6 separate regions of the Mus musculus genome follow, and regions 2, 3, 4, 5 and 6 are each linked to region 1. Evidence: chromatin contacts called from public HiChIP or PLAC-seq and promoter capture Hi-C data. All regions are on one chromosome and are shown on one strand. The core of a region is the stretch at or near the end of the contact, and the rest is flanking DNA. Distances in the headings are between cores, read along the strand shown.

The links. Promoter capture Hi-C pulls out the DNA fragments that hold promoters and counts their contacts. HiChIP or PLAC-seq counts read pairs in DNA pulled down with a chosen protein or histone mark. Capture Hi-C pulls out chosen DNA fragments and counts their contacts.
Region 2: a contact with region 1 is called in an H3K27ac HiChIP or PLAC-seq map of microglia, with 8 times the contacts expected there. The contact joins the promoter of Dnajc9 here to the promoter of Samd8 in region 1. A contact is called at or near these places in 3 of 39 promoter capture datasets (the C10 cell line, neutrophils and pre-B cells), 1 of 484 Hi-C or Micro-C datasets (CD4 T cells), 1 of 115 datasets of contacts at active chromatin or transcription factors (microglia) and 2 of 9 other capture datasets (adipose tissue and liver).
Region 3: a promoter capture Hi-C map of pre-B cells shows a contact between it and region 1, with 2.7 times the contacts expected there. The contact joins the promoter of 1810062O18Rik here to the promoter of Samd8 in region 1. A contact is called at or near these places in 2 of 39 promoter capture datasets (the C10 cell line and pre-B cells), 1 of 115 datasets of contacts at active chromatin or transcription factors (trophoblast stem cells) and 1 of 9 other capture datasets (adipose tissue).
Region 4: a contact with region 1 is called in a promoter capture Hi-C map of liver, with 2.1 times the contacts expected there. The contact joins the promoter of Sec24c here to the promoter of Samd8 in region 1. A contact is called at or near these places in 2 of 39 promoter capture datasets (neutrophils and pre-B cells) and 1 of 9 other capture datasets (liver).
Region 5: a contact with region 1 is called in a promoter capture Hi-C map of pre-B cells, with 4 times the contacts expected there. The contact joins the promoter of Chchd1 here to the promoter of Samd8 in region 1. A contact is called at or near these places in 4 of 39 promoter capture datasets (the C10 cell line, embryonic stem cells, neutrophils and 1 more), 3 of 115 datasets of contacts at active chromatin or transcription factors (T-cell acute lymphoblastic leukemia, astrocytes and pancreatic cancer cells) and 1 of 9 other capture datasets (pancreatic islet).
Region 6: a contact with region 1 is called in an H3K27ac HiChIP or PLAC-seq map of extraembryonic endoderm stem cells, with 5 times the contacts expected there. The contact joins the promoter of Ndst2 here to the promoter of Samd8 in region 1. A contact is called at or near these places in 8 of 39 promoter capture datasets (the C10 cell line, the HPC-7 cell line, embryonic stem cells and 5 more), 5 of 115 datasets of contacts at active chromatin or transcription factors (the 230-238 cell line, T-cell acute lymphoblastic leukemia, embryonic forebrain and 2 more) and 2 of 9 other capture datasets (liver and macrophages).

The regions. Positions count from the first base shown.
Region 1 is chr14:21,748,240-21,752,642 of GRCm38.p6, forward strand. It overlaps Samd8 (sterile alpha motif domain containing 8), which reads left to right and starts at 2,292. Exons shown (of 6, transcript NM_026283.3): 1 at 2,292-2,541. The coding sequence starts at 2,368. It also overlaps a transcript of Dusp13 not described here.
Region 2 is chr14:20,386,304-20,390,706 of GRCm38.p6, forward strand. Dnajc9 (DnaJ heat shock protein family (Hsp40) member C9) reads right to left here and starts at 2,607. Exons shown (of 5, transcript NM_134081.5): 1 at 2,301-2,607; 2 at 1,997-2,137; 3 at 1,654-1,908. The coding sequence starts at 2,480.
Region 3 is chr14:20,544,314-20,548,716 of GRCm38.p6, forward strand. It overlaps 1810062O18Rik (RIKEN cDNA 1810062O18 gene), which reads left to right and starts at 1,980. Exons shown (of 6, transcript NR_033571.1): 1 at 1,980-2,031. Ppp3cb (protein phosphatase 3, catalytic subunit, beta isoform) reads right to left here and starts at 2,260. Exons shown (of 14, transcript NM_008914.3): 1 at 2,043-2,260. The coding sequence starts at 2,127.
Region 4 is chr14:20,671,845-20,676,247 of GRCm38.p6, forward strand. It overlaps Sec24c (Sec24 related gene family, member C (S. cerevisiae)), which reads left to right and starts at 2,477. Exons shown (of 23, transcript NM_172596.2): 1 at 2,477-2,544; 2 at 4,114-4,313. The coding sequence starts at 4,142.
Region 5 is chr14:20,700,559-20,704,961 of GRCm38.p6, forward strand. Chchd1 (coiled-coil-helix-coiled-coil-helix domain containing 1) reads left to right here and starts at 2,469. Exons shown (of 3, transcript NM_025366.3): 1 at 2,469-2,639; 2 at 2,732-2,850; 3 at 3,563-3,867. The coding sequence starts at 2,516. The coding sequence ends at 3,676. 6230400D17Rik (RIKEN cDNA 6230400D17 gene) reads right to left here and starts at 2,541. Exons shown (of 1, transcript NR_029446.1): 1 at 1,454-2,541. It overlaps Gm25328 (a small nuclear RNA gene), which reads left to right and starts at 965; the gene lies at 965-1,071.
Region 6 is chr14:20,732,824-20,737,226 of GRCm38.p6, forward strand. It overlaps Ndst2 (N-deacetylase/N-sulfotransferase (heparan glucosaminyl) 2), which reads right to left and starts at 1,739. Exons shown (of 15, transcript NM_010811.2): 1 at 1,392-1,739; 2 at 727-821. It overlaps Camk2g (calcium/calmodulin-dependent protein kinase II gamma), which reads right to left. Exons shown (of 21, transcript NM_001360186.1): 21 at 2,050-4,029.

The sequences.
Region 1 (4,403 bases), core at 1,042-3,541:
ACCAAAAACCAAAAACGCTCGGGCTCCCCCTAGTGTTAGAAACTCGTCACCAAATCGCTCCTGGAACTTAGGAGTCAGGAGAAAATTCCTGGCCTGGGGCAGGTTAGAAGCAACTAGTTCTGTTGCTCTAGCCACCTCCTCAGGTAAAGATTTCAAGGATTGCCACGTCTTGCCCGACTCCTACAACCCTGTCAGCAGCCACTCACGCATCTCCGATGAAAAGGTTGGGCCAGACTTCATCCACTCTACTACAAGAGGCTCTCCCGGCCCTCAGGAGCTCCTCTAGCTGCAGGATACTGGGGCAAGGTGTGGCTTCTTTTTCTTCCCCAGGTTTTGGGATGGAGGCATCAGCCATGGGCCAGCCTGCCTACCCCTCTGCCTGCGGTCAGGTCTGCTCTCCTGTGCTATTTCTCCTTGCCAGAGATTGGCATTGACAGGTGGGACAAAGTGACTCAGCAAGTCCCAAGGGCCTCTGAACGCTGCAAGACCTATTTCCCTTGAGCTGACTCCCATCCCTAAAGTCTCCGAGAACATGGAGTTGGACTCCTACAAGTCACGATCTCTCTCCACCTCTGTCAGTTCCTTCTGTAAAGTTAAGGGTTTGCCTGTCCTGGGGAGTTGTTGCAAGGGTTAAACTAAAGGTTCACTGCGTCTAACATAGGGCAAGTGCTTTGAAATAGGTTCATTCGTAGGTTTAGAGCCTGCATAGACGGGTTCCAATGACAAGAGTTAAAGCAGAGAAAAGCACTGAGGCTTGAATGTCAGAAAAGACTCTTGCAGGTCTAAGTGGGCCACAAACAGGGGGGGACACCGATATCGGCTGCATTGGAGCCTTTGGATTGTGGAACACAGGGGACCTTGTCAGAGTTGTGGAGTCACAGAAACTTAGGCACACAGGGAGGAAAGCATCTGACGTGTGCTGTAGGGTTCACACAGAACGGTGGTTCTATAATGAAGATAGCAGATTTTTTTTTTTTTTAAGAGAAAGCTGATGGATCCTTTTATGTCAGAGAGGTGATCATTGCCCAAGGCTCTGAGAATAAGGCTCTGAGAATCTTTGGACACTAGAACCACTTTTTAAACATTATTTTTATAATTAAAAATATTTTATTGGTACTGGAGAGATGGCTCAGTGGTTAAGAACACAGATAATACATGCAGGCAAACATTTATACATATAAAATAAGTTTTAAAATTATGTTTGAGTGCCTACAAATATGTATGTGGGCCACATGCATCCCATGCCTGCTGTATCCAGAAAGTGGGGGTGGGGGGTGGGTCTCCTGGAATTAGAGTTCTAGATGGTTGTGAGGTGGCATGTGGCATTGAACTTGAGGCATTGAGGTGAAAGGGTATTAAACCTGAGTCTCCAGCAAGAGCAGCAAGTGCTCTAACCACTGAGCAACACCTCTACCCCTATAGAAGCACGGGGACAAGAGAGTTCTCTGCCTACAAGGGCTGCAGGAGATGAGATGTTTTGCAGTGTCATGGAGCCCTTGAAGGTTCTGAGCATACTAGGCAGATTCCTGGCTGCCCCTGTTCTCCTCCTGTCCATCTTAGAATCTGCCCCCTTCTCCCTCAGAACTACCAAAGCCGGTCCTGCATTGTTCAAGAAAGTAGAGTCAAAGAGGGCTGAGATTTCAAGCTGCAGATGGCTTCAGACGTGGATTCTGCCAATGTTAGGCTTGCTTTAGAAGGGGATATTCCGTTAAGGTGGGGTATGGTAGTAGCAGGAAAGAACCCAGGTTCTGTCTGAGGTTAGCTTGGGCTTGGGTACCAGCTTGGATTAACTGTGCTACGTCAGGCTACAATGTTTCTTGACCTTTCTATGAGATCTACAGAGTTGAAACAATGATTTGAAGTATAGTCTCTAGCACAGTACAAAATCAAGGGGCAATAAACGGGGCTGGGCAGTGGTGGCACTCGCCTTTAATCTCAGCACTTGGGAGGAAGAGGCAGGTGGATCTCTGTGAGTTTGAGGCCAGCCTGGTCTACAGAGTGATGTCCAGGACAGCTGAAGCTACACACAGAGGAACCTTGTCTCGAAAACACCAAAGGTGGAAAAACAAATAAATGATGCAACTTGAGGACTGACTGAGAAGGGGTTTGCCCCTTCAAAGGGCTCAGGATAATAGCCTCTTCCTAGGCTCCAACCCCAGTCAACAACCCACAAGCCTTCTCCTATCTTCATTAAAACCCTTTGATGAATTATGCTTGGGCATGACGCAAGCGCTCTCCCCCTCCCCCTTGGGTTTCCCCTCCTCTTCCGGTTTTGGACCCGCCCCCTCCCCGTAGCGCCCCGCCTCCCGAAGCAGTTCCGGTTCGGCTGGCCGCTGCTGGCGGCACGGCTCCAAAGGGGCCGGAGCGATGCCCGCTGGTAGCCGAGCCGGCTCCCGCCTGCGCTCCGGCTCCCTCCCCCGGCCTTCGCGTCTGACTCTCAAGGCGCTGCGCCCCGCCTACGCGCCGAGGACCCCCGACTCCAACGGCGACTTAGACACCGGCTCCGAGCTGGGTCCCGGCAGCCCGGCTCCCACCGCGGAGGTGAGCGGGCGCCGAGGCTGATGAGAGGGGAGATTGGGGGGCGCCTGCAACCAAGGGTGAGTGGAGAGTCGGGGGCGCCAAGGGCCGCGGGGAGACGGTTGGGGAAGCCAGGGGAGGCCGCTCTGGAATGGAATCCGGAGAAAATCAGGGGGTTGAGCTGACCCGCGGGCAACAAGGGACGAGGCGCAGGGGCTGGGTCCTTGCTACCCGGCTAGGGGAGAAGGAACGTGCAAGAGGGGTCCCCGGAATCCAGACCTGGAGGAGGAGGTGCCCTGGGTTGTAGCCATAGAGATGAGGGATAGGGAGAGCTGGCCCCGGGCCTCCTGTAACCCGTAACCCGCATGAGGGCGAGGCAGCCGGGTGGGGACTGACAGCCACCTGACTCGGTGGGAATGGTGGCTGGTTTCGCAGGGCGGGAGTTAGGGTTGCCTGGAAAGAGGGAGGTGCTGTCGGGTGGGAAGGAGCTTGGCCTAAAGGTTAGAGAGGAAAAGTCCAGGGGAAAAAAAGGAGCCCTTGGGGATCTAATTTAGGGCCTTGGCTTTTTTACAGGTAAGTGTCTTTCAAGGTGTCAAAAATCTCTGGGTAGTGGATGACGGCTTTGGGGCTTGCCTGTTTGTGATCCCTTTAAGAAGCTAGATTGCGAGGGGCGGGTATGCATCGCTGATTCTCGTACAGGGACTGGGGGAGGCGATCGGAGAGAGGAAGTGATGTTCGTAGAGGGTAGTGATTTGTGAAAATAAAGATGTCACTCAGATTTCTTCTGACGCGAGTGGTTTCTTCTCCTCTGTGCTTCGTTTTTAAGAAGGTTCAGATGTCAGGCAAGTGTAAGTCTTTAGTACATTACCTTTAAATTAAAAAAATTAAATCTGCAAGGGGAATTTGGACGTTTGGATTTTACAGATAATTCAGTGCGAATTGTTAACACTTGAATACAGCTTGAGTTGGCCCGCATATTGGCCACAGGGTGGAAATATGGTCCGTGGAAATTCTTGGGTTTAAGAGGTCATTTACGACAAGAAGTGAAGCCACCCATAGTCCAGAATCCTACAAGATCGTCCCCATTGGTAACTCGAGGATTGGAGTTACCTCGTACAAAATTTGAAAGGTGATTTTAACAGCTTTTTCAGGATCAGTATTCTCTTGCTATTTAGCAGATTTTTTCCACATGAATGGAATTTTTTTTCTATCGTGATCAAGAAACCTAAAGGTAGCAAAGGGAGGTTATAGTTGGCAGCTGACAAAAGAAATGTGTAAGCACACAGGTGCTTTTTCTGGAAGATGTAGTACCAAAGCTGTAACTCTGCCAGAAAAATATTGATCCCAAAACTTTTTGAGTTCATATAAATAAGAAATGGTATCGTGACTCCTTTGACTTCTAACTGAGGCTCATTAAGGCTCCTTGCAGCTTATCAGATAGGTTTGGCTATGTTGTTGGGCATTTCAAAACCAACTTTTAATTATTTTCTACTTTCAACAAGCCTCTACTGCTCCATCCTCACAAGATGACCATCTACTGTGGCTGCAACAAGCTTTTAAATTGCTTTCTGTGAATGGGACCTTAATATCAGACTGGCAAAAGCTCAGTGGATAATAATTTCCTCAAAGAATAGGAAATTCTTTTGCTCTTCTGAGGCTGTCAGAAGGTAGGGTTCTTTAGTAAAGATGATCTTTCGATGAAGAATTTTTATGTAGCGTTGCTGTTTGTTTTCCCTGACATACTGGGAACCTTCAAAAGAACTTGTTTTTGTATTAGCGCTCATTTTTTTTTTTTTTTGAAGCAGTCTTGATGTGTAACACAGGCTAACCTTTAACTCAGGGTTTTCCTGAGTTAGCTTCCTGAGAGTTTGGACTACAGACATGAC
Region 2 (4,403 bases), core at 1,357-3,856, 1.4 Mb before region 1:
ATGCGCAGCATCCACACCAGGTTGTCTGTCACTCTAGCTCCAGGGAATCAACAGCTCTGAGGGCACCCACACTCATGCACTCACAAACGCAGGCACAAACACATGCAAATACACACAACACAAATTTAAAATGTTTTCTGAGTAGTCAGAAAAAAACATTAGCAAACTCAGTTTTAGCCTTTCTTTACCTGATTTCAAAGCTATCTTCATTTAACAAAATTTGCCAAAATACCACAACAGCTAACAGCAAGAACTGTGAGGCCCTAACTCATTGTAAAAATTTCCAAATCACCACTGGGAATAAGGATAAATTGGGATCTTGTTATTCCAGAACAAAAAACAAGTTTTGTTCTATTATCGTCTCTTAAAATTCAGCATTCCTCAATCCCTTTACACAGCTTTCAAACTGTCATTTCCCCTCTAACTCCAAGTTTCTCAAACCAAAATCCTGATCTAATACAGCTGTTCTGTTTTACATGCGAAAATGATTAGCAAGCAACAGCTGTGACTCCAAGCCATGAAAAAGGCATAGCAGTCTCTTCTCTGTAAAGCAGGCCCTTAAACTCACCCCAAACACTAAAGTTAGTTTTTCTCTCTGCATGTTCTTGTACTAAAAGCTCCAGGTCTTTGCCCATCCACTTGAGCCACACAAAAGACAACTCAAGTACCCACCAGACACCTAACATCTTAAATTGCCAGCTCTCCAGTCAGCTCCAATCGTGAAAGCCAAGACGAAGCAACCATTGCTTTACCAGCAGTCTGGGGTAACTTTCCCAAAGAGCGTAAGCAGGGTTGTTTGCTTCCTTCAACTCCTCAGCTAACATCCCCACTCTTCCTGGTTAGACAGGGATGAAGGGATGAAGAATCAACCGCAAGTCCCAATCCTCAAGTGTAGGCAATTGTGTTCCTCAGAGTGGGGACAGGAGAGACCACCCAGTGGTTACATGGAAACCGGAGGTGTCAAATCTTTGGGAGCTGGAGTTACAGACGGTTGTGAGCCACAACACCCAACCTTGGTCCTGAAAGTTGAACTTGGGTCTCTGTAAGAGGAGTACATGCCCACTGAGCCATCTCTCCATCCCCTTGTGTGTGTGTGTGTGTGTGTGTGTGTGTGAAATAACTATATGTATTTACAGAATTTTTTTTAATTTTTGTTTTCTCCCCCTCTTCTGGGCAGTTTTGGAGAATTAGGGACCTCCCACGTACTAGACAACCAATGCAGCACGGATCCACACAGCGCAGCCTGACCTCAAAAGTGGCAATCCTCAGTTAGCTTCCTCAGTGCTCAAGTACTGGGAGCACCACCCCGCCATTCTACATGTTTAACAGCACACAATCACTGCCATCTTCTACCTGTTCAATAACCACACAAGGCCCACAGCCTTGTAACCAGGCTCCATACAGCAAAGCTACAAGGACTGCCTCGTGTGAAAAGTTTTTCAGAATCACTTGAGGGTGACTTCAAACAGTCCATAAAGTGGAATCATTTTCAGCACAACATACCAAAGTAATCAGGGCTTTCTTCCTGGTCATCTAGTTAGATCAATGCTGCAGGTCAAGCAGTCATATCGCAGCAGTCTATTTCCGTCGCTGTGAATACAGCGAGACCCTTTTTTGAAGCAGCTGAGATGTGCTAGGAACAACACTACTTACCCTCCTTTTCCTTGCATTCATCTTTTGTTTAGACTCTTTGACGAAGGCGCTGTAGGCTGGAATCTCTTTGGATTCAATAGCTTTTTGAATGATGTTTCTTATCCTGGGTTCATCTGTGTACTGTACACAAAGTACAGACTCCATGATCTGGTCCATGTCGCCCTTGAAGTCCAGATAGGCCTGCTTAATATCGTTTAGCTCTTCTTCGGAGCCTTTGTATGTCTTTTCAAAAGCTTGGATATCCTCTAGCGATATCTAATAACAAAGAAGATTGCTTTAACTTCGCGAATTGTTCTTGTGGACTGAATGATGAGAATTAGTCAAAGCCACTAAAGCTCTTTACCTTTTTAAAGAGTAATCTCCAATATGCATCCCAGTCCCGGTCTTGGTTGAGGCCAGCAGAGTCTTCGTCCACTGTCCCCTGTTCATCGTACACTGCTTTCTGTTCCTTGTCACTCAGAACCGCGTAGACTCTTCCCAAGATCTGTAAGCAGAGTATCCAAAAGTCATCCTGAACCTCCCACCGAAACAGGGCAGCTAGAAAAGCTGAAAAATGCCAGGCCGAGGATCAGCAGTGCGCTGTCCTAGGAGCAGGGGCCCCGCGAGAGCACAAGTCCGGGCAGCAGTCCGAACGCGGGCCCACAAACCTGGAAGCGGCGGGTGGCGTCCTCTTTCTGGTCCTCCTCTACTCGGTCGGGGTGCACTTGCAGGGACACTTTGTGGTAGCCGCGTCGGACCTCGCCGTCCGAAGCCTCGCGCCGCACGCCCAGCACTTGGTAGAGGTCGGCGGTGCCAAACACCTGCTCGCACAGCTCCAGCAGCCCCATGCCAGGGAAGAGGCTGCTCCGCGAACCCGGGGAAGCTGTAGCCACAGCCGCTCTGCTGGACAGCGGACCGCCGGCCGCCTTTTCCCGCCCAAATAACTCTGGGCGCCTGCGTCACAGGAGAAGCGCCGGGGGCGGGGCCAGCCGCACTTTACGGCAGCCGCAAAGCAGCCTCGCTCTCGCCCGCGAAGTAAAATGAGACGGCGGTGGCGTCTTCTGGAGAGGAGGCACGCCCCACCCGGTGCCAGCCACTACTGCGCTTCCTCCCAGTTCCCTGCACAGCTCAATGATACATGAGAGTACGGTACAAGACACAACGAAAGTTTTCCGAATAGAGAGCGGATGCTCGGGCTGGAGAGGATGCTCAGCGGGTTGGAGGGCATGCCGCCATACCTGACGACCTCTGGGACCCATACAGTGGCAGGAGAGAACATACTCTGTCAAGTTGTCTTTTGGCCTACACACACACAAACACACACAATCATACACAATCATACAAAATAAGGAAAACTGGGAAACTTGACATGTTCAACCCAAAGGTTAATGTGTTTTTTAAGGTGATACTCAGAGTACAACTATAGGCTTAGATGACTTCATCTGGGATGAATCCCTCAGTCCATGCAGGAATAGCCTGTATCAATCAAAATACACAAAGCACAACTTTTAAGAATGCCTTTTATCTCAAAGGATGTGTATCTTTGGCAGCACAGAATCAGCGCCACTCACCTGCTGCAGTCACCTCACACAGCAATGGAAACTAATTGCACTGACCCACCCATCCTATCATTTTAAATAGTTCAGTGCTTCTTCGGCTTTTCCCCTCCTCGGATCTAAAAATCAAGGCCAACTAAACTTAGTTCCTCTCTTACCTACTTTCAAAGTTCCTTCATGCCCAGTGAAGGAAAACCAGCAGCCACACTGGATGGAGAGCAACCTCTGAATGTACATAAGTAACTATTCTCAGAATCCAGATAAAACAGGCCAGAGCACTACATTCCTAAAGAATGTAGCCTTACTCTAGAACTTAAAACCTACATTAACCAGCACGTAAAAGCAAACCTGTGATTCGTGTTTATAGCTGTAGAATCCCATGGTTCTGGGGCACTGTGAGGCAGACGGTGTGTTTGATTTCATACAGCCTGTCATTTACATACTGAACTCACAATACCTAAACACGACTCTATCATAGACTGTTCTGTGTATGCGTGCACATTCATGTGTTGGTTAGAGTGGGCATGTGCATGCTTTAACACATGGAGGTCAGATACCACCTTAGGTGTCAGTCTTCACTTCCTACCTCATTTGACACAAGATGTCTGTGTTGTTTCTCCACTGTGCATGCCAGCTTGCCCGTGTCTGAGGATTCCTTTGTCTCTCCACCGTCCCATGTCCCTGTAGGATGCTGCTATTGCAGACTCTTTGCTTCCTGTCTAACTAGTACATGGGGTCTAAGGATGTGAACTCAGTACCTCAGAGCTAAGGTAAAAATAAAGCGCTTTACGTCCTGAGCCATGTTCTAGGCTTCCCACTGGCATTTAAAGTGAGCTTTGGAATGGCTGTCTTATCATTTGTTTTTCCTTTCATATAGGCAACATTATATGTAGGAAAATACTTTGTAGGTAGACATACGGAGTTTGAATCCCAAGTTGTTCTCAAGTTATGTTTCCTACTCCTGAGCATAGCCTCCCTCATCTGTAACCGTGGATCTGACTGACCCACAGCTGTGATACAGAACACACAGCGACAGACTCTCAGCCTTTGGATGCACTTCCTTCTGATTACTCTTTAAAGGGTAGCGGAGGACGCCTTCATTCCCGCCACGCAGCAGACAGAGGCAGGTGGCCAGCCTGGCACACAAAGTCAGTTCTGTTCCGGAGAAACCAATCTCAGAAAAGAAAAACAAACAAAAGAAAACAATAAAAAAAA
Region 3 (4,403 bases), core at 730-3,229, 1.2 Mb before region 1:
ACAACTCACCCCTAAAGAATCTGCCTTCTGCTTGCAACTCGTTTTTCCTTCATTAAAGCAGTATGAGAAAAAGATTGCTACATAAATGACAAGGAACAAGATTCACAAAAGGACAACATAAATACATGATTTGGGAATGTGACTAGTTACGTCAGCTATTATTCTGGTGAAAAGTATCCAGAAAAATAAGCACACAGGAAATATAGTTAAGAAAATGAAGAAGCAGGCAATGGCCTGTTTCAACCCCCACCTATACAATTACAGAAATTAATAGGATCAATGCCTGATCTTCTATCCTTCAAGAAAAAAAAAAATCCCAGAAAAAGAAGCTCATAAACTATTCATTCTAGGGGCTGGTGAGATAGCTCAGCGAGTAAGAGCACTGACTGATCTTCCAGAGGTCCTGAGTTCAAATCCCAGCAAACACATGGTGGCTCACAACCATCTGAAATGAGATCTGACACCCTCTTCTGGTACGTCTGAAGTCAGCAACAGTCTACTTATTTATAATAATAAAATAAATCTTTGAGAAAAAAACCTATTCATTCTTTTTTTAAAATTTATTTAATGTATATGAGTACACTGTCACTGTCTCCAGACACACCAGAAGAGGCATCAGATCCCATGACAGATGGTTGTGAGCTACCATGTGGCTGCTAGGAACTGAACTCAGACTTCTGGAAGAGCAGTCAGTGCTCTTACCCGCTCTTACTCCAGTCCTATTTAGTTCATTCTAATGCTTAACCCAACCACATATGTCATGCTTTAAGAACCTAAAGTGCAGATTGAAAACAGAAAAAACACAGGTGGGCAGTGGTGGCGTACACCTTTGATTGGGCTCTTAAGAAGCAGAGGCAGGCATATCTCTGAGTTCCAGACCAGCCTACTTTCCAAGTTCCTGGCTAAGACTACGCAAAAAAGCCCTATCTCGAAAAACCAGCACACATACATACATACATACATACACACACACACACACACACGAGAAAAGGGTTTGTTTTAAAATATTTTAATGGCAAACCATGGTCACAATTCAAAGCAAAGCTAGCAGTATTTAAACACTGTGCCAGTCTATACTTGAGACACTGAATTTGAAAATTAAAATAACTTTAAAAATGAGCATAATCTAAATGACGAAATCTTCATTTTACGATTTCTGCTTATTGACTGCAAAATAAAGAAAAATAATTTCAGTTCTTAATATTCTTAATCCATAGTATTAGTGTGGTAGATGGGCTCTCTCTGAGAGCCTGGACTTTTAAGGAACTTTCAACTGCCTCTCAATTTAATTTAAATAAATCTGTTTATCTGTACACACACGTCCTCCCTGGCTCAGAAGAATTTCACTTTTCCTTCTAAAGAGTAAGTCGTGTGTTTAGAGGCGGCTTGTAAAACCCTTTCTGTTAAGTGTACCACTTCCTATACATGGGACTTTTTTGCCTCCTCTTTGTAAGATGGCTTTTTCCCCTGCCCCGCAGCTACGTCTGGGTTCCTAGGTCACCCCGGGATCCTTCATCCTGGTCCAGTCCCATACGGTTTTCCCGATTTCCGCGCGGGGTGGCATCTGAGGGCCGAGCGCAAACCCCCTGCGGCTGGCGCTAGCTAGGCGTTGTCACCCGGGAGCAGGCGTGGGCCAGAACGCGGGCGAGTCCAACGGCGTGCGGCTAAGGGGTTCCGGGGCCCCTCGGTGCGCCCGGGCAAGCCGGGAGTGCAGCTGTCGAGGAGCCGGAAGCTCTTAACGCGGGCGCCGCGCCGACCACAGGCAAAGCAGGAAAGAAAGGGGCTCACTGCGGCGGACGGCCCTGAGCCCGCGTTAGCGACAGCCCGCGCACGACGCCCGCCCGGGCCTGCAGGGCGAGCGGGAGACCGAGGAGCAGCCTACGCCTCGGCCCGGCCCAGCGGGGACCCGCCCAGGGGCCACTCCCCAAGGGAGGCAGCCAGTCACTCGCCCGCCCCGCCAGGCCCGCTCCTGAGGGGACGGACTCCCGCCCGCCCTCACACCGCGCCTCACGCCAGGCCCCCAGGCTTCGGGTACCTCTCACCTTTGACGACGCGGTCGGCCCCGAGAGGGGGCGGTGGGGGCGGGGGCGGGGGCGGCGCGGCCCGGGCCGGCTCCGGGGCGGCCATGCTGGGCCCGGGGCTCGGCTAGGTGCCGGGACGGGCGGGGTTGGGGGCGGGGGCGGCGGCTACCAGAGCCAAGCGGCGGCGCCGCCGGGGAACATGGCGGACCCTCTTTCCCTTCAGAGGGGCTAAGACCGTCATGCATCGCGCGTGCAGGGGCGGGGGCGGGACAAGCTCCAGGGACTTGAGCAAAATTACCGAGGCTACTACAGAAACGGAAACAGTCCAAGGGATCAGGTGAAAATTCCGTACATGCAGAAAGACAAACCAGTAAAGAGAGGTTGCAGATTAAACTGAGGGGCTGTTGATAAAATGCAAGGGGAAAAAAGGACGGTTTTTTGGCCGCTTTGGAGCCCAGGAAAATGAAGAGGTGTAATTTGATCTCAGAATTTCCCAGGCCTAGACAAATATATGACAATTTATCTACAAAATCTAAGTGATAATACTATGGCCAGAGAGAAAAATGAAAGAAGCATCAGGGAATCTATAGAGTGGCATTATCATTTAAAATGAAATTTTCCCTTTAATACCAGACCTCAGGAGGCAGGGGAAGGCAGAACTCTGTAAGTTCAAGTCTAGCTAGGTCTAACCACTCAGGGCAACAAAGTGAGACTGTCTCAACAAAACGGGGCCCTAGAGAGTTGCATAGAATTCGAACTCTTGCTTTGAGAGTTTGGAAAAGTCCAAAGGCACATAAATTCAGCTGGAAAAGTCTAAGCACCACGATTTAAGAACCAAAATGGATCAAGGGAAGTAGGGAATGACACCAAGAGGTGTCCTGAGAACCTGTAAGATTCCCCTGGAAAGCCATTGCCTCTCTCGTAATTCACTGAGCAAATAAATTTGAAGGCAGAGAGATGGTTCAATGGATAAAGGTGCTTGCAGCCAAGGACTGTGATTTAAGTTCCTTAGGACTAATCCCCATGGCCGAAGGAGACAATGGAAAGAAGGAATTAGACTCCTTCTAGTCTGACATCTACTAAAACTTGTAAATAAAGAAATGAAATAGAAAAAAATGGAAAGCAGAGACTAAGTAGGTAGAAAATAGGAAATTAGTTCCTTATCTTTGTACATACTCGGAATTTGAATTTGGGCAACTTGCAGAAACAGATCCAAGTTGACCAGCATCCAAGAGGTCAAGAAACAAGTACAGGTGGTCCTTAACAGTTATTAATAAGATGCTCAGATGCTGAAGGCATAGGCCACCAAACCCAGTAATGGAACCACAGGGCACACAAGGTATTAAAAGAGAACTGACTAGTACAGCTTACTCTAGCCTTCATGTGTCCTCCTCATACATATGCACAGTCATTACACTTCTTCCAAAAAGATAGAATTGTGTGTATGACACGAGCAGTGTTGAATGGTTCAGGGGCCAACATATCTACTAAGGCCCATGTCTCTATGTTATAGCATCCAAATAGGATGAAACAAGAAAGCCCTCTGTATCTTATTACTCAGTAACACAAGTTCTCAGAATCTGTCCTCAGTGATTAGGAGGGCAACGTTCTCAGCATCTGTTGTTTCTTTGTGTTCATCAGTAAGATCAAGATCTGGAATAAATAAGGAGGGAAAACCCAATAGACATTCTTTGCAAAGGGAACCTTCCAAATTATTTTCTTTTGTGTGTTTATGTGTTTTACCTGCATGAATGTCTGTGCACCACATGTGTTCAGTCTCCATAGAGGGCAGAAGAGTAGATTATATTCCCTGGAACTAGAGCTACCAAATATTGTGAACCACTATGTGGTACTGAAAACTGAACCTGGGTCCAATACATGAACAGCTTGTTCTCTTAACCATTGAATCATCTCTCCAGCCACTACAAAATACTTTTCAAAGGAAAGAGACTGTTGGGAGTGTGTCATGGGTGAAGATAGCTCTCATTATCACAGAGATATTCTGACTCTTAAGGGGAAAGGAAAGGGAGCAAGGCAATAGGAAGAGCAAAGGATTGGAGTCACATCACACACCTGGAATGCAGAGAGGAAAGGCACCAAGGCTGGTACTGTACTGGGAGTGAGTTTGTCAAGGTGGTTTGAATGCCCAGAAGACAAGGGGAGGAATGGAGAATGTAATGCACTGAGTGTCCCAGGCAGGGGAGGGATAGTTAACACGCTAACAGCCATAACAAGAGGGAAAGACTCTTAAAGATATGTTGACTCCATAAGTGAGTTTGTTTTTTTTGTTTGGTTTTTTGGTTTTTCGGTTTTTCGAGACAGGGTTTCTCTGTGTAGCCCTGGCTGTCCTGAAACTCACTTTGTAGACCAGGCTGGCCTCGA
Region 4 (4,403 bases), core at 1,227-3,726, 1.1 Mb before region 1:
CAGGCAAGCACCCTATACTGGCCTCCATCTACACCTACAGTTTTTTCTCTTTATTTATTTACCTTTTTGAGACAAGCTCTCACTACACAGCCCAAGCTAAACTTGAACTTTGTTTTTAAAGATAGGGTCTGGGGCTGGAGAGATGGCTCAGAGATTAAGAGCACTGACTGCTCTTCCAAAGATCCTGAGTTCAATTCCCAGCAACCACATGGTAACTCACAATCATCAGTAATGGGATCTGATGCCCTCTTCTGGTGTGTCTGAAGATGGCTACAGTGTACTCATACATAAAATAAATAAATCTAAAAAAAAAAAAAAAAGACAGGGTCTTATATAGCCTAATCTGGCCTTGAACTTGTGATAAACAAGGTGTGCCTGAGGTTCTGATCTTCCTGTCTCTGCCTCCATTCTAAGTGCAAAGTTGAGTTATAGGAAAATTTAAAATGCAATTTATAGCCTCCATCTTTAAGCTGTGAATCTTAGCTCTTATTAGGAGTGCATAACTTTAAGCAAGACAGATTATATCTGCCTCCTTATGGTGTGATGAAATATGAATGGGATAAATCATGTGAAATGCTAAGGTGAGGGAGGGCTCAAGCTCGGGCAGCTCAAGTGCTCAACAAATGTTATCTGCATTTGGCAAATTCTTAAACTGACAACTGTTAGTCAGCAAGAGAATCAACCAGGAGGGAGTCATTTGTCAAGCTTGGTGTAATGGAGTACTGTTTGCTGAGCCCCGTCCCCAAAACTGAACTACATGTAGGTGAATTAGAGCACATTTCTAGTCAGCTTTGGTAGCATATGCTTTTAATCGCAGCTCGCTGGGGGCAGAAGCAGAAGGATCTCTGTGAATTGGAGACCGGCTGGATCCACACAATGAATTCAGGAGGGTTATACAGTGAGACCTCCTATGAGAGAGAGAGAGAGAGAGAGAGAGAGAGAGAGAGAGTCATAAGAGTGGATAAAAGTGGTGGTGGTAATGTACCCTTTAATCCCAGCACTTGCGAGGCAGAGGCAGGTGAATTTCTGAGTTCAAGATCAACCTGGTCTACAGAGTGAGTTCCAGGACAGCCAGGGCTACACAGAGAAAACCTGTCTCTGAAAAAAAAAAAAAAATCCCAAATAAATAGGAAAGATATTAATTTACATTTCTAACAAGTCTCAGCTGATACTGATACTAGGATCCACGGACAGTATTTTAAAAGTGGATAGAAACAGGGCTGGTGACAAAGAACACTGGCTGCTTTTCCAGGTGACTTGGGTTTGATTTCCAGCATCCATGTATCTTACAAGATTTGTTAACTCCAGTTCCAGGGGATCCAGTGCCCTCTTCTGGCCTCTGCAGGTACTGTAGTCACAAAGTGCACAGATACACATTCAGGCAAAACACCCATACATAAGACATTTTAAAACAAGCTAGACAGAAACAACTGACTGGTTAGTAACTGACATGCAAACTTAAATGCCCATTTTTCTCTAAGCATGCATTACTGTGTAACTACCATTACGTAGGAAAAAACCCCACAAAACAGTTTGCCTACTCTATTCATGAACCTAAGTTGGCCCAAAGAAGTGCTTAAAGCATAACAGCACAGAAAGAATTCCAATGCATGCAACGGAGAGGTTGGAAGCATAAAAAGTGGGAGTTCACGGTGATCATGGGTTATATATCCAGTTTCAGGATAGTCTGCCTATAAATTGAGATCCAGTCTCAAAAAACTGATTAGAGGATAAAAGAGCAATAATCATTTATTAGTTAACATTGTTCTCTGAAGAGTCTTATGATTACTGAAAGAATTGTAGCTCTTTTAACAGAGAGCAGGGAGGTCTTTATATTCTGGTAGAGTTACCTCTATTAAAAAAAGGGCAAGGCATAAAATGGTAACTAATCTTTATTGAATAAACATTATACTGAACAATCTTAGGAAACGTCTCTAAATTCATCCCAATTCACTGTTCGACACGAATTCTTTTCATTAAAGAAGTAAACCGGGGCAGAAGTTGTCCAAACATTGAACTAATCGGCCCAAAGTCGAGGGTTAGAACCCACCCTACCACTACCACGTGTGGCTCAAAGGTCAGGGTGAGCTCTACCGTAGGGACGCAAATCAACGGGGTGAAAGGTTAACAGGAAGTGGATACAAGACTAGCTGTCCTTAAAGTCAACACACGACGAAGGGAGCGTTACTAAAAATAATCTGACCTAGTTTTCTCAATACCCTCTCAGCTGGTAAAGCCATAAAAAAAGTCTGGAAAATGTGGAAAAATCTGGAAAGGAAAGAAAAAAAAAAAAAAAAAAAAAAGCATGAAACTCAGCAATACTTTACAGACTGCGTCCATGACGGGATACACCACATACGCATGCGCAACATCCGGGTTTCCGGAAGCGTGCCTAAGGCCGACGTGGCAGAAGGAGTGGCCTAGCCCTAGAGCATGGGGCGGAACTTCCGGGGACGGCACGCCAGCCCCCCCCCCCTCGGAACCGGAAGTTGAGCCTGGGAGCCTTGACGTTAGGAACGAAGTCGAACCTGGATCTGGAGCCGGGTGAGGAGTGGCATCGCGAGGTTGCGTGGTGGGGAGGAATGCTGAGGAGAGGCCAGGGTATTTTTGGCCTGATCGCTGTCCGGTTTTAGAGGAAAGGGAGGAGCCTGGAGGCGGGGCCTAGAAAGAGACCCTCACCTCTCGCATCTGTGGCCGGCGATCGGTCTTAGGTCCCCGGACCCCTCCCTTCACCTCCTGGCCCAGGTTCCGGCTCGCTTCGCCCTCCCAGCATGTTGAAGGGCATTAGAGGATTGGTCTTTACTGCTTAGTGAACCGGCCCTCTTCGTGGCCCTAGAGGCTGGCTTGGCTTCCGGATCTCGATCTCTGGAGCGCTCAAGCCTCCGCATCTCGGGTACTTTCAGAGTTCTAGGAAGCTTGCCCCGCCCCTTTCGGTTGTCACCCTCGGCTATCCCCCTAGAATGGAGTCAAGATTGGAGTTTGACTCTGAGCTTATTCGGTCCCTCAGCCTCCTTCAGGAAATTAAAGGGAGAGGGACGTTTCCCAGGCTTGATGTTGGTGGCATGTGCAACGTTTAGCGTTTGGAAGGACTGTTCTAAAATGGCTTTGACTTTACAGAGTTTTCAGTCCGGCAGCGGTTTAGCTTCTGGGCTCTCCTAGCAAAGAGAAACCTATTGTTCTACTGCAGCACCTGAAAGGAGGTCTCACTCTTCCTGGGCCTCTTCTGCCTGTATAATAACTAGAAGGATGTTTAGATCTCCAGTCCCCTTGTTGGAATGACCCCTGAAAAGGACCTCCAACTCATCCTTCTGTTCCTGGGCAAGATTGCAATAGTTTGATAGCGACCTATCAAACAAACCTTAGAACAGAAACAATTACAGGCATGCTCTTGGATGTAGAATACCCATAGTCCTCTGCTTGAGACATGAGATGAATGACCTTTGCCATGGAATATTGCTACTTTTTTTTTATCTTAAATGTTTCATTTGTGAGGTTAATACATTCTGTTCATGGAAAGACTGGGGTCAGAGTAACATTTGGATTATTGTAGGTCAGACAAAGAATACTGTTTCTCCCAAATAGCTACTTTACAGTTTTTCTTTGTGTGTGTGTGTGTGTGTGTGTGTGTGTGTGTGTGTGTGTGTTTGAACAAAACCTAGTACATTTGAAGTTATTCTGTTTTGGGGGATGAATGGATGACTTGGTGGTAGATACAATGAATGGAAAGTGGAAACATTGCTTTATTTACCTGTAACATCATGGTAGTTATCAGGCAGAGGACTCTGTGTGACTGCCTGGACACTGAAAGTCATACCACTGGAGAATGGCTGCTGCTGTTCTGTTCCATTAAGTCTGTCTGAAGTTGAAATTTATACCTTCTTGGCAGTGACACAACATGGGGTTCACAGTAACAAAACCCTTGCTTTGAAGAAAGTGACTGCATACTGGCGGGGCAGGAAGTTTCTGAGATCCTGTAGTAGTGTGGGAATAGTTCAACTGATCACAGCCTGATAAGGTCAATCCCTTTTCATCTCTTCCTTCCTTCCCTGAATAGTTGCTCCCTCCGTAGAAAGTTTGTTTTGACTGATTTCGTTCTTTTCCTTCATTCAATAGGTGAGATCAAATCGGGGATGCTCTCATAATGAATGTCAACCAGTCAGCTCCACCTGTTCCACCATATGGGCAGAACCAGCCCATCTACCCAGGGTATCATCAGTCGAGTTATGGTGGGCAACCAGGACCTGCAGCCCCTGCTACTCCCTATGGAGCCTACAATGGCCCAGTGCCAGGTTATCAGCAGGCACCTCCTCAAGGTATGTTTTGAGCTAGGGAAGGGAATGAGCAGTCTTCAGGTTCGATTGTGTTGCTTTAACAAAGCTGCTTAGGTCCTGTGACTGAGGAAC
Region 5 (4,403 bases), core at 1,219-3,718, 1.0 Mb before region 1:
ACTCACCTCTCTAGGACCTTTATGCAAAGTGAGCGTGCTGGTCACGAATGGTTGTTGCTGGAGAGTGAGGCCTGCTTTTTGCTCAGTGCTTGCCAGACTCCTTTATCCCTCTCATTATATAAATAATCATAAAAGGCCAGGGCAAATCAGGTGCTCCATTTCCACAAGGGAAAGAACTATGAATAACCACACAGTACTATACCAGTGAAAAAGCTTTACTGTCATATAAAAACAGCAACAAGAAGTTTTTCAGGTTTGCGGCTCAGCTACAAGGCATACAGCACCATCACTTGCTGCAGGTTATGGGTACTCATGGTACCCATGGGTACTCGTGGTAGAGGTTTGTAATAGTCTTTTATTTACTACCAGAGTATGGCTAGAACACAAGTGTTACTGTGTTTATTTTATCATCTCAGGTTTCATTTTATATAATAAACTGATTTTTCCAGTGTCTTCTACATGGTTTCTTTATTACATTTGTTTATTATGTGTATGTGTGTAGTAGCTTGTACTACCCTGTACTTGTATATATCATAAGAGTCAGTTTTCTTTCTGCCATGTGGTCTCAAGGACTAAACTCAACAGACTTAGTGGCAGCACCTCTATTCACCAAGTGAGCCATTTTGCTGGCCTGTATTTGCTTATTTTGGGGGATTGAGGTGATAAAATTGGAGACTTGTAAAAAATAATGGTAAACACTTTTCCTTTCTCATTTCATTATTTTATTTATTTTTTGTTTGTTTCATTAAGGCAGGGTCATGTTATATGGCCCTGGCTTGCCAAGTACTCATTATATGTAACTTAGGCTGGTTTCAAACTCTTTAATCTGTCTCCTGCCTCAATTTCCCAAGTGCTTGGATTGTAGGCATATGCCACGCCTGGCATAGCTATTTTTAGCATGAACAAGATACACAAAGGCTCGTCTCATTTTAAACATTTAAGAGATATTTAAAAATATTTTTCCGTGCTCGCTTTGGCAGCCTATATACTAAAACGGGGACGATACAGAGAAGATTAGCATGGCCCTTGCACAAGGATGACACGCAAATTCGTGAAGTGTTCCATAGTTTTGTAAAGTGGATAAAAAAGATTTGTTAGCAAATGCAAATTAAAGTTTGGGAAAGAAAAGAAATTTACCCATGTGTGCGTTCGAGGTGTTGGTAGAAGTAATTATGAGCCCTGCAACGTGGATGCTGGAAACCAAACAGTCCTCTGGAAGAGCTAAAAACACTCTTTAAGCACGGAGCTACCTCTCCAGACCCTGAGCTAGCTAAGATTTCAAAGTAGATGTTGGGGTACATAAGGTCACAAACAATATAAATGTGTGTGACAATAAAAAAGGTGCCTTGATGGCTGCCGGTAGGGTGTGGTAAGAGAGGGAAAACCCCTCTGATGTGAACCCAGTGTTAATCTTGGGATTCGCCAGAAAAACGAAGTCCACCATTTTGGGCTAAATTTAAAGCAAGCTTTATTAGATACTAAATACTGACCAAAAGATGGACTTTTTGGTCAGGCCCATTCCTGGAATTTCCCTCCTGAATTAGCTATGTGACTCCGGAAGAAAGGCATCCACGTAGGCTATCAAGGGAGAATTCCAAACATCTGAGGTAAAAAATGTCAGCAAATATACCTTGCTCTAAAGTAGACATCATATAAACTACAGGACTGCTGGATTCCGCTTCCATTAGCAGAAATGTCTTGAATTCATTTGCAAATACCAAAGAATCTATATATAGCACATCTTTTGATTCGGTTTTGTAAACAGTTAAGTCAAACACTCAAGTCCAACAAATCACAACTGGAGGTCTATAAAAAGAAGTGATATAGTTGCTCTAATATTAAATGTTGTGTATGTCACACGTAAATGTTACAACGTTCACCCTACTGTGCGATCATTCCAAACGAGTAAACAGTATCTACCTAGCAGTCCATGTAAGAGTTGTAAAAAGCAACCATTTTATTATTTTGGTTTTTCTGCTACAGAGTTTCTCTGTGTAGCCCTGGCAGTCCTGGAGACCAGGCTGGCCTCAAACTCAGATCCGCCTGCCTCCCCGCCTCCCCGCCTCCCCACCTCCCCAGTGCCGGGATTTAAAGGCGAGCGTCACCACCGCCTGGCAAAAGGAATCATCATTCTCACAGACTTGTTAAAACAAAAGTCCTTTGCAATCCAAAATCCTTAACTCCAGCCCCACGGGATCCAACGCCTTCCCCTGGCCGCCACGGACGCGGCACTCACGTGGTGCCCACACGCAGACACCGACTCACAAATAAGTGGCAGCCGCGGACACGGGGCCCCTGAATCCTGCCGGGTCCCGAGCACGCAAAGGGCGCGCACAACCTATAGCATCCTAACCTGCTGTCGGCTGCCGGCCCGACGGGGTTCGAATCCAGTGTCACCGTGAGGCCAAGACCCGGAAAGTGCGCGCACAGCTGCCCGTTGTCCGCACGCCAAGCGCGTAGAGGTCAAGAGGGGTCACGCACGGCGCCGCGGAGCCTACTGGGAACGCTGTGCAAAATGGCGACGCCCAGTCTACGCGGCCGCCTGGCGCGGTTTGCGAACCCGGGAAAACCTATACTGAAACCCAACAAGCCTCTTATCTTAGCTAACCGCGTCGGGAACCGACGTAGAGAAAAGGGAGGTGAGCACTTGGAGCGGGGGCGGCTAGGTAATCTCGGGGGAGAGGTGTTAGGTCGCCCTGTGGCTGAAGGTCTCCCAGTTCTTCCCCTCCAGAGGCAACCTGTATCACGGAGATGTCGATGATGATGGCTTGCTGGAAGCAGAATGAATTCCGCGACGAGGCGTGCAGGAAAGAGATCCAGGACTTCTTCGATTGTTCTTCCAGGGCTCAGGTGATGTCTGGCTCCTAGCGTGCCTTCTTGGGAAAAGAAAGGGGAATACAAAGAAATGGTTCAAGCCGGGCGTGGTGGCGCACGCCTTTAATCCCAGCACTTGGGAGGCAGAGGCAGGTGGATTTCTGAGTTCGAGGCCAGCCTGGTCTACAAAGTGAGTGCCAGGACAGCCAGGGCTACACAGAGAAACCCTGTCTCGAAAAACCAAAAAAAAAAAACCAAACGCAAAGAAATGGTTCACACCGCCCTGTGTTAAATTATGTACAGAGTCTCCCATTCATCTGTGACTGGCTCACCCTCACCAAAGTGAGAAAAAGCTAAGTTTTGTCATAGGTTGATCTTCACTAATTTGCTAGCCAGAATAGTAGTTTGAGATGATAACAATCATTTGTACATCCCCAATCCCTTTAAATCCCCTTTTTGTTCCTTTGGGTTTTTTGTTTGTTTGTTTGGGGTGTGTGTGTGTGTGTGTGTGTGTGTATGTGTGTAAGTGCTTGCGTGCTTGAAAATGCAGGGACACATCTGTGGGCACCAGTGCTGTGTGGTGGCCTGAGGTAAACGTCTGGAATTTTCCTCCATTCCTCTTCCACTTTATTCCTTGAGGCAGGGTCTCTTGGGGTTTGGAATATTATAAAAATTATGGGTCTAGGTCAGAATAAGCTAAAGAACTGTGACTTTGTTTTTTGTTTTCTGTTTTCTGTTGTGTTTTCAGGAAGCCAGGAAGATGAGATCAATCCAGGAGTCTCTGGGACAGTCCGAGAGTTTATCTCCCCACAAGATGACCAAGTTGTTACAGAGATTTCCCAACAAATCTCATCTCATCTGAAAATGGAGAAATATTTTCAATGAACTCTCATTTCCAAAAGCTATACAGAGAGGCACGTTTGGGAGGTTTGCGGTTTGCATTTGCATTGCTACGAGTTTTTGAAGGGTAAAATGAGGCAAAATACTTAATTTTGCTCTTTTGAATGAATCGTATTCTGGATGCTGTCTTGAAATAAAATCCTCTAAAAAGAAGTTGGCCATTTCTTCTAATTAGCTGCTTCTCCTCACACCTCCAGCCCCATCCTGAAGAGGAATATCTCTGCCTTTCCCTTCACTGGGCAAGCACCCAACCTCTGAGCCAACCTGAGCACGTCCTTTCTTGGGCTCTATAATCTCCCCAAACCCTGGAAGTTCTTTATTCCTGGGATGCTCTTCATTTCCTTTCTTTTGTTTTGTTTTTGTTTTTTTTTTGTTTTTTTTCTTTTTCTTTTTTGAAAGAGAGTTTCTCTGTGTATTCCTGGCTGTCCTGTAACTCACTCTGTAGACCAGGCCAGTCGCAAACTCCGAGATCGCCTGCCTCTTTCTCCCAAGTGCTGGGATTAAAGGCATGCGCCACCACTGCCCAGTCCAAATATGCTTTTGATGAGCAAGTCTGAATGTCTTTTGTTGCCTTTCAAGTCCTTTACATCATTTAGTCCTTTGGCTTTTAGATACATAAGTAGCAATGAAGTCTGTGTATGCAGAGCCTTTTTGCCATCAGCTGTATTCAGTGAGGGCATACTTCACAA
Region 6 (4,403 bases), core at 489-2,988, 1.0 Mb before region 1:
CTAGAGTTTTAATCCTTTCCTAAGGGAGTGGATTTGCAGACACCGTAGTAGTAGTAGTAGTAGTTGTTGTTCTTCTCTTCTCTTCTCTTCTTTTCTTTATTTCTTTCTTTCTTCCCCTCCCCCTCCTCCTCTTCCTCTTCTTCTTTTGGTTTTTTGAGACAGGGTTTCTCTGTGTAGCCCTGGCTGTCCTGGAACTCACTCTGTAGACCAGGCTGCCTCGAACTCAGAAATCCACCTGCCTCTGCCTCCCGAGTGCTAGGATTAAAGGTGTGTGCCACCACGCCCGGCTCTCTCTCTCTCTTGTTTATTTTTACTTATGTACTTTATGGATATAGGTACTTTGTCTACATGTACATCTGCACACCAGAAGACAGCATCAGATTGTAGGCCACCATGTGGGTGCTGAGGACTGAACTCAGGGCCTTTGGAAGTTTGGAACCACTAAGCTACCTCTCCAGCCCCAACAATACTTTTCATTTGAGACACACTGCAAGTACTTGCTCAGCCACACAAACAGAAGGTGAAGCAACTGGCGTCACTGAGCAGAGGGCACAAACTGATAAGCTCTTGTGGTCAGTAGTTTAGGATATCTTAAAAGTTTATCAGTAAATGCAAGAAGCACCTGTATTTAATGTCAGCTCTAACAGTTATGAAAACACATATAACTAGTAGTAGTTCCATTTTACACACGCATAATTTCTGGCCCAGAGAAGTTTAGTAACTTACCCGAGATTACAAAGCTCCGTTTGTGGATGAACTGGGATTCAAAGGTCAGGCCTGTCAACCTCCTGTGTTGTAACCACTGTATTTTAGCTTCATACCTAGAGGAAGCCAGTGAGATTTAGAGAGGGGATCATGTGAGAACTTTTGGTGGGGGAGCAGTGGGATGACTAAGTTGGAGGAAGAACATGTGTGTGGCAGTGGAAAGTTTCTGAGGAAGGAGAAACCTAAGGGTCGTCTGCCAAAGTGGGCAGCAAATACAGGGTCAGGGTGGGCTGGAGGTGTGGGCCCACCACTGGAATAAACAACAGGGGCCACGCTGTGGGAGGAAGGACCTGACCTTGAGGATAGAAGGACCCTCCTGCGGGAACTACGGGAAATGGGGAGCCCACAGGTGGGGGAGCTGGAGGGAAAGGGGCAGGGGTGCGGCCGAGAGTTGGCATCCAGACAGGCACTGGGTTTAAGAACCCCGTGTGCCCTGGGCGGAGTGGCCAGAATAAGGCAACTGAGGGGAGGCCAGCGGCTGGGACTCGGGGCAGGGTGCACAGGGCCAGATGGGTGGTCGCCCAGGACGACCCTGCGGGTGGTTTCGGTGGCGACACTCGCAGGAAGTCTGATCGCGAAAACCGAGGGCGACCGTGGACGGGAGACTGCTCTCAAAGATGGCTCACCCGGTGGAGTGGGCGGCGTCCCCGCTGTCCCCGGGCCCTGCCGCGTCCCGGGGCTGCCCGGCTTCCCTGCTCGCGGGGCCTCGGGCCGCGTCGCGGCGGCTCCGCCATCTCCGAGCGAACGCTCCGCCGCAGTCGGGCTCAAGTACCGCTCCCACCAGGGGGAGGCGGCGCGCTGCGGCTCGTGGTGCCCGCTCAGGTCCGCGCGCTCCCCGAGCGTGGCCGCTGCGTGACCGGGACCTGGGATAAGCCGACGGCCCTCCGCAGTGCTCAGCCCAGCCGCAGCCTCCCAGCCCTCCGGCCTCGCGCTCAGCCCACCAGGGTGGACCCCGTCCTCCACGCCGGGTGGCACAGTCTGCGGAGCGTCGGGGCGGGCCCAGGGCCCAGGCCTGTCCACTCAGACCCGCGGAGGAGGGAGCCCGCGTACCAAGGGCGGGGCCACCTCCGCCTGGGGCGGGGCGAAGACTCGGCCCACCGCCTAAGAGGCTACTTCCTCCCTGCCACCCCCCAATACAGCAGCCCAGGCTGAGTTTATGAGAAGTTTTCTTCCTTGCTCCCCAAGGGAATGGGCAAAAAGATGTTCGTCTCCTAGTGAAGCCTTGTCACGCAGGCTGCTAAAATCTAAGCCCACGGCTACGAGCCTCCAACAGCAATAACACAATGGACTGTTTAAAGGTTATTTTATTAAATATCTTCAAGGTTTCATTGTAACAAAGCTATGAAGGGACTACCAACATTCAGAACAAACACTATTTTAAATTATTTCTATGTCATCATGCAAAAGTTCTGCATCAAATGCCTTCCATTTCCTGTTTAAAAGGTGGTTTGTTTTTTAAATAGTCTATTAATAGTCTATAGATGCTGACATTAGCCCCAGAAGTGGAGTAAGAACGCTAAGAAGTGGGGCTGGAGCAGCCACATGAAGCTATGGGTCTCAAAGAGCTCTAAGACCATTTGTTGTCTTCAAGCCAGCAAAACCAAACCCTGTGATGAAGGTATCTGTTGGCTGGCACTGCAGGCTGCAGGGCAGGAAGGGTCTAGGGTCCAGGGTCTGAGGCATGCACAAGTGCTTGAGGAGCCTGGCTAAATTCAAGCACCAGCACCCATGCGTTTGTTCTCTTCTCAGCTGGCTCCATACTCTGTAGTTCTCTTTTCCCAGCTCCTGTGCCTCCTGAAGGTCACCCAAGGAGCTGAAATCTACCCCCCCCCCCAATGCAGATAATGTGCAGTTGTTTGGTGGGAGGGAACCAAGACTATGACCAATTGCCTCTTCCATTATCTTCTCTGTTATCTGCCTAAGGTACAGACCTTTTCTTCCTGGAATGGACCTCCTTGAGCACAGAGAGGGACAATGAATGCAGGAGCCTTGGCTCTGGACCCCTTTGTGGGTACATGCAGGCGAGGGGGTGATGCCCATGCAGATTGTCCAGCAGAAAAGTCTATACTTCGGTTGGTCAATAAAGAGCCTCTTTAAAGAGGACACTTCTCACCCAAGCAGTCAGTTCGATCTCAAACCCAGGGAAAGAGTTGGGCGTGCAGCATGGGAAGAAGGGAGGCAGCCCAGAGGGCAGCCAGAATGCATAGAAACAACCACCAACTCTTACCCACTGCCTCACTCCTCCCATCCCACAGGGGCACTTGGCAGAGGGCCCAGGCCTAGATGAGGGTCAGCATGGGGACCACCACCATGAAAATACAAGACAAAGATGGTCCAGATCAGCACACAAACAACTGCCAAAAGTGGCAAAAGGAGCCCTGGCCAACGACTTCTGGATCTCTCCTTGTTATGTCAGGAAAACCAACAGGAAACAAAGTAGCAATCCCTCCCCCTTTCCACCAGCAGAAATCGGGCCTCAGTCTCAGGCCCACGTGCATTGTGCATCCTCTAGAAATGGATGAGTTAAGTGCATGTCAGACGAACTCGAGGTTTCTCATTGGCGGACACACTTCTGCAGCACCAATTCTCTTCCTGTCTACGCTAACTGGACCGGTACAGCAAAGTCCAGGCTTTCAGTCCTGAGGCCACGCCTCACAGCTGCCTCCACACACAGCAGGCTGGCAGTGCTGCATTCTCTCCAATGTAGGTCCAGCGGCCACGGTGTTTGCGTCTTTCTCATACTAGGTGTCAATGCATGGTCTGACGAAGTCCACTCCTAGAACTGGGGTGATCAGGCCACCTCTGGGGCTGCAACCACACCATGGCTTTGTCCATGACCAAAGCTCTGTCAAGAGTCCTTGCCTGGTCCCCCTGAATCCATGGGGGCCTGAGGCCAAGCTCACCTCTTCAATACTGGTGGGTGAGCCCACTGTTCATGCCTGGATGAGCATCACACAAACTCCTGTCTCCTTGCAAGCCAAGGGCTATCAGTTGTTTTAAAACGCATCATGGTATGAATTCCGTTTTTTTAAACAATCTTATTTTCTTTTTTTTTTTTTCTTAAATGTAAAAAACACCTCGGTACAGCAGAGACAGACACGAAGGGCGGGCGGGAGGGCTGCATGCAGGGGCGTGCATTGGCTGCTGCCGCTTTGTAATTGAATTGTTTTAAACCTCAAACGAACAGGACCGCCGCTGTCACTCAGGCCCTCCAGAGTCACTGGCTGCGAAGGTTCAACCTCCAGCTGGAGTCTCCTAATGCCCCTGTCAAACAGAAGAGGAGGTGGGACAGACAGAAGAGGACGGTGAGAACACAGGTAATTCACAGCACACACTTGGCTGTGTCCTTGAGAGGACTGGTACAGGAGAGGCTAACGTTTAAACACAGCACTCTCACATTTGAGGGCCTACTCAGTGCTTTAATATGGTATCTTAATCCTTACCATCCATCCTTTGATAAGTAAAGAAACTAAGGCTCAGCAGGGGAAGAACGCTTGCACCAAATCTGGAGTCTGTCTGATTACAGAGCATAGCTTATCAAAACTACATTGCCCAGTCTGTCCCACCCCTCTGGGAGGGCCCGTACTTCTTCCTAGAGAGCCACCTCCTACCCTTCAGCTATTCAAGCCATCTCTCCC